2 separate regions of the Zea mays genome follow, and region 2 is linked to region 1. A link is a contact called in public Hi-C data. All regions are on one chromosome and are shown on one strand. Each heading gives the region's core, a stretch centred on a gene start, on an enhancer-like site or on the middle of the called end of the contact. The rest is flanking DNA. Distances are from core to core; before and after follow the strand shown.

Evidence for each region. A called contact is a pair of places that touch in the nucleus more often than the background predicts.
Region 2: a contact with region 1 is called in a Hi-C map of leaf, with 5 times the contacts expected there. The contact joins the promoter of LOC103640205 here to the enhancer-like site in region 1. A contact is called at or near these places in 3 of 25 Hi-C or Micro-C datasets (ear, leaf and tassel).

The regions. Positions count from the first base shown.
Region 1 is chr9:116,687,324-116,690,074 of Zm-B73-REFERENCE-NAM-5.0, forward strand. No RefSeq gene overlaps it. Among protein-coding and RNA genes, the nearest start is that of LOC118473377, 4.7 kb to the left of the region's middle. Within about 2 kb of position 1,263, at least 13 of the 20 cell types and tissues checked have an H3K27ac peak or open chromatin away from gene starts, as enhancers often do. A contact at or near this core is called in ear, leaf and tassel, where this site is marked.
Region 2 is chr9:117,055,018-117,057,835 of Zm-B73-REFERENCE-NAM-5.0, forward strand. LOC103640205 (pentatricopeptide repeat-containing protein At4g02750) reads right to left here and starts at 1,279. Exons shown (of 4, transcript XR_002265074.2): 1 at 1,085-1,279; 2 at 872-989; 3 at 1-277.

The sequences.
Region 1 (2,751 bases), core at 13-2,512:
GGGGGTTACTTTTGCCTTTGCCTCTGCCTCTGCCACGACCATTGTTGCTGCTACTGTCGCTGCCATTCTGTGACTGCTTCTTAAAAGTTCCCCTCGTCGGCCCCTGATTATTGCGGCGCCCACGACCCCTTCCTCTGGAGGAGCCTCTCTTCCCCTGAGACGGGAAGTTGGCATGTGCTTCTGGTACGACCGCAGCGCCGACAGGACGCTTCTGGTAGTTTTGCATCAGGAGCTCATTCTGAGCCTCTGCGCCAAGCAACATGTTGACGAGCTCACAGTACTTCGTGTACTTGTTGTTACGGTACTGCTGCTGAAGCACCATGTTGGAGGGGTGAAAGGTCTGGAGAGTTTTCTCAATCATCTCCAGGTCTGTGACTATCTGGCCACAGAAACGTAGTTGAGCGACAATGCGATGAATGACAGTGTTGTAAGCCTCCACAGTCTTGAAGTCGAGGAAGCGGAGTGTGGCCCATTCTTGTTGCGCCCGTGGAAGCATCACATGCTTCTGCACACCGAAGCGCTCCCGCAGCTTCGTCCACAGTACCAGAGGGTCTTTCACCTCCAAATACTCCATCTTTAAGTCTGGATGGATGTGGCGCCTAAGGAAGATTGCAGCTTTTGCTTTCTCATGAAGCTGCAGGCCAATGTCGTTTGGGCTTAGCCGAACGATCGCCTTTCCTAGCTGCATCGCCTCCAGATGAAACTGGCAGTCGTCAGCCCAGGTCAGGTAGTTCTTGCCATTCAGAGCAAGCTCCGCGAAGTCAGTCTTGCTGCCTTCAGCCATAGCCTGTCACGCAAAATTAACTCCAGGTTAATTAGGCGTGCCAATTATCCATAACAGAAATTTAAATGGTTGTATGTAAAAAAAAATAAACTTGCATTATCTATTTTCAGCAGGAAAACATGAGATAAATAATGCATATAAAAATAAGCCTGCACTGTACAATACTAATAAATTCACTGGAAATTTATTCAAGTGCAACGATTATAACGGAAATAAAAGAATTCGGATTACATGCTAGGGTCACGTTATCTTTATGGTTTGACGAAATTATTGTGATTGTATTAAAAACGTGACCACTTAAACACTCGCGCCATGCAGCAAAATATCATAAAGTAAATTAAAAAAATGGCGCAATGCATGCAGCCATAGGAAAGTGTATGCAGCAGGAATCGGCGGCGGGTTGCATACGGCGGTTGCATGCGGCACAAACAAATACGTTGCATGTGGTAGCCTTTCCCCTTTTTTCTTCTTTTCTCCCGAAAAAGTGAACCGCACGGCAGACGTGCAGCAGGTGCATGCAGCAGGAAACAGCGGGGGCCACAAAGATCCTGCCTACTTTTTCTCTTTTTTTTCCTAAGAAAATGTGAACCTCCTGGCCGGTTGTGCATGCGGTAAATAAGGGAAGGAATCGTGGAATCCGTTAGCCGCTGAAAAACTTCGAGCCGCATGCGGTGGTTTGCGATAGAGCATTGCGATGGTGAGTTTAGCTATACGCATGCGTTCTTGGAGTGTGGGCATCGCGGCCAGTACAGACAGCAGCTTTTTTTTGTTGGTTTGATTAAAAAAAAATTCCATCCTTATCTACTTGCTACGTCATGGCTAGACATGATGGTCTCATACGGACATGCAGAGGAGGTCCGCCCACCGCGCGACGCAGGTTTAGGCCGGCGCAGACGGCGCTGCTCGCGAGACGATGATATTTTCGGCGAATAGGAAATCGTAGATTCAATCAAGATTTCATACCGTGATTCCTGATTCGACGAATGGAAACGAAATCTATCGCGTAGGACAGTTTGGCAAGACCGGAGACCTGCCGGCGTGATGGAGAGTCGGTGCCGATCGGATCCACGAGTCAGGGTAGAGCAGTGCTGATGACGTGTTAAACAACGTAGTTATCGCAGATCCCCGATCCGTACTCCGAACCCTCCCAACAGCAGTAGGGACGTGAGAAGTTTTAGAAGCTCGTTCCCTTCCCAGCAACCCAACACAGAGAGGAACAAGAGACACAGTGGATGGAAGCTCTTTCTGTCTATCTTTATTATGAGGGGTATAGGTACATATATATAACCTGTGTACCTCTAAGGGCAGTTTTGGTATTAGCCCATTAAACCCTTTTAGGGTTTCTCAACATATGGTACGTACCAATCAGTCGGTGTACTATCGGTTCCTGCGCAGGAGCTTAAGGCCCTGAGTTATTAGCTGGTTTTAGCTAAGTTGAAGCAGCTAGAGATGACAGTAGGTCTCGATCATGGACTCTCCTTGAGGAATTCCTTCATTAGAAGATGAGATAGACAATTTATTTTCCCACGTGTATGTAAAGAAAAATTCTTTCTCCGACGGGTAAACAGGGACGGGACGCCTTCCCCGTCCCCGTGGGGACCCGTTAAACTTACGCGTGGCAACGTTTTCGTGTACTAATTAATGATAAAAATAAATAATTATCTCATCAAGATATCACTCATTTGTATAAATGTGTTCATTTTGAGTACACATAATAACTTTTTAAAGCTGACAGTATATCTAAGTGACAATATTTTTACATTGATAACAATGAATATATGTCATAATTATAATTTAGGATCCCCGCTGTCGGGGATTTATCCCCGCGTGGAATAGAGATAGGGAAGAATTGTCCCTTGCAAGCATTCGTGGCGATCCCCACGAGAAAAACGCAGGATGGGGATAGGGAGCTATTTCTCGATAGGGAATTCCTCATTGCCATCACTAGAAGCAACTAACAACTTATA
Region 2 (2,818 bases), core at 29-2,528, 370 kb after region 1:
ATCAGCCTGTTTGCTGAGGTTATTGCATCGCAAGCGCCCGACATGCATGGCAGGGAGGACCTGGAAGGCCCAGAGCGGTGAGTGCAGTATGACGCAATTCGCCCCAACCCGAGCGGCATCGAAGAACATGCATGCCTAATCTGCTCAGCTGCTGTTGAGCGAGGAATGGGCTTAGGAAAACCACGGCCTCGGATGTGCCATGCCGTTGTCCTGCCTATGAGTGGTAGACTGTTAGTGGACCGGCCCAACCTTTGTCTTTTAATTCAGTGGAGTGAATCTGGAATTATAAGCAGCAGTTAGTTTCATATTACCATTTTACTTGATTCATCAAGGTTATAGATACCCATATAGTATTTTTATTGAAGAATAAATATTTAGGATCTGGTTAATGAAGATGCCTCCACATATACATGCTCCTAGCAGGAAACAAAAATCATGACATATATCGTCACATCAGTCACCAAAATCTCAACACGCTTCCTTTGATGGCTAGTGCCACTTCGTTTTTCCCTATCAACAATTTTGTCTCTCTCATCCAATCGCCCGATGTCCCACGCCTCGTTTTTAGAGTAAACTAATCATACGATGCACGCTGCTATAGGAATTACAGATGATTTACGATAAAAATTAGAATATATATAATTGCTTATATAAAAAATACACTATTATAAATTAATGCTAGTAGATTGTATGGCATACTGATGTGGACAAGCTGATATAGACATTTTAATTAGATATGCTAGTAGTTTGTAAATTTTAATTGCATGTGATAGGTCCTGTTTCGAACAACTTAGTTTGCCCAGGCTTCAATTCCAAGCTGGATTCCTTGGTAAGCTAGATTTTCAAAGAAGCAACACGGGAGAAAGTTAACCGTTTGGCAGTCTGATTCTTCCCCGCGTGTACGGTGGTCAGCAGCAGCAGTAGACGGTGTGGCCGTGTGGGGAGGGTCGTCAGGGAAGACAACGAAGCGGGGGCAGGGGCGGCGATGTCTGCACATTATCAGCCTATTGTTCAAGGCATAACCAATGCCATGTCTGAAATTGGTGTAAAAACATTAGTAAGAGAGGGATGTCAGACTTTGCACCCGACTTGAGGCCGGATCCGCGGTAGCAGGCCAGCCGGGAAAACGAGTCGAGGGAGAAAGGGTAGAGGCCAGCGCTTGGGTCGCCGCGCTCGAGTTTGGGGCTCCCGCGACTGCCGCCGTGCCGCGCTCGGACGTCAGGAATCGGGAGGCGGCGGCGGCGGCATGTAAGATGCGCAAAAGGAGCGGGAGTAGAGGAAGGGGAGGGGGAAGGGTAGGGGTGGGCATTTTTTTTTAGCGTAAACCGAATCGAATCGTACCGAAACGAACCAAAATTTCAGTTTTTATAGTTCAGTTTGATTTTGGTTTTTTCATCTGAGAATTTTTGTATACAGTGTCGTAATTGGTTTTCGCTGTGTACCGAACCAAAATACCAAAAAAAACTGAATACCAAACTTTATAAATTCAAAATTTTGACTATTTAACTATGTAAACTAAATGTATGATGCAATTAAATTGTTATTCACTTATTTGTATGTGATGTATGATATATCTTGAAATATTTATACCTATATAATTTTTACTTTTTAAAATTGTGTGTAGTGTGTTGTCATGTAGCCTTCTTCAGTATAAATTTGGTATTCGGTGGTAAAAAACCGAAACCGAATACCAAACTTATACTCATAAACCCTAAACACTCCTCAAGTTCTGAGTTTTAAATTTAAGTAGGAGCGAATTTTAGACTGAGGTTAAAAAGGTTACTCATTGGTTCCTCTAGTTGTATGCACGTGAGATGGACTCTCGGTTGATGTTTCGATTGAGGTTCTTATTAATATAGAGGATGTTTGGTTTCTAGGGACTAATTTTTAGTTCCTCATTTTATTCTATTTTAGTCTCTAAATTGCTAAATACCGAAACTAAAACTCTATTTAGGGATTTAGGAACTTAAATAAAATAAAATGGATGAACTACAAATTAGTCTCTAGAAACCAAATACCACTATAATATTGTGGGGACGGTCTTTCCTCTACTGGCCAAGTTTTTTATGATCAGGAAATTTGGTTTTTAGTGAGACATTGCCTTTCTCGACAAACTATCAAAAACTATGTTTAAATGGCATTAATGGGAGAGCTTGCCTTCAGGTCTGCCTAAAGCGTCGTCTACTGGTCTTCCCCTGGTTACTGTTCCTCATCTCAAGATTGGCCGCAGATGAGTTCAGTTTCTTATCAGTTGCTATACTGCATGAATAAAGGAGTTAGCGATTAATCAATGGAGTCCTACTTCCTTGATTCCTAGGAAACTTCACAGAAATAGCAAAACAAATGACAACACCCAGAAACAAGCACATAACCAGTATAGTGCTATGTTTTTACCGCATGAAACCATAATTTTTCATTTTCCTTATCGATCACACAATGTGCTTCTAGGAAAGTATAGTCCGAAAATATTTTAAGTCATTGGAACTTATACACTCTTAAGCATGTACTAGATATGTGCCTGTCATTACCATAAGAATTAAAAATTAGTATAAAATATAGATACGGAATGATAAACATTACTATGATATGCAAAATCCGTGTGATAAAATATCACCGTAACACTAATAAAATATTGACGACATATATGTTGCCCGATACTCTAATAAGATCCTACTCTTTCTTTTGTCGGTTGACAAAAATAGCAGCAGAGTACTCCAATAACTTGTTGTTCCTTTGTTTTCTCGGTTGAGAAAAAAACTGCAGGGTACTCAATAACCTGTCAACTATATGACAACAACAAATTTAAACAAAACACTGC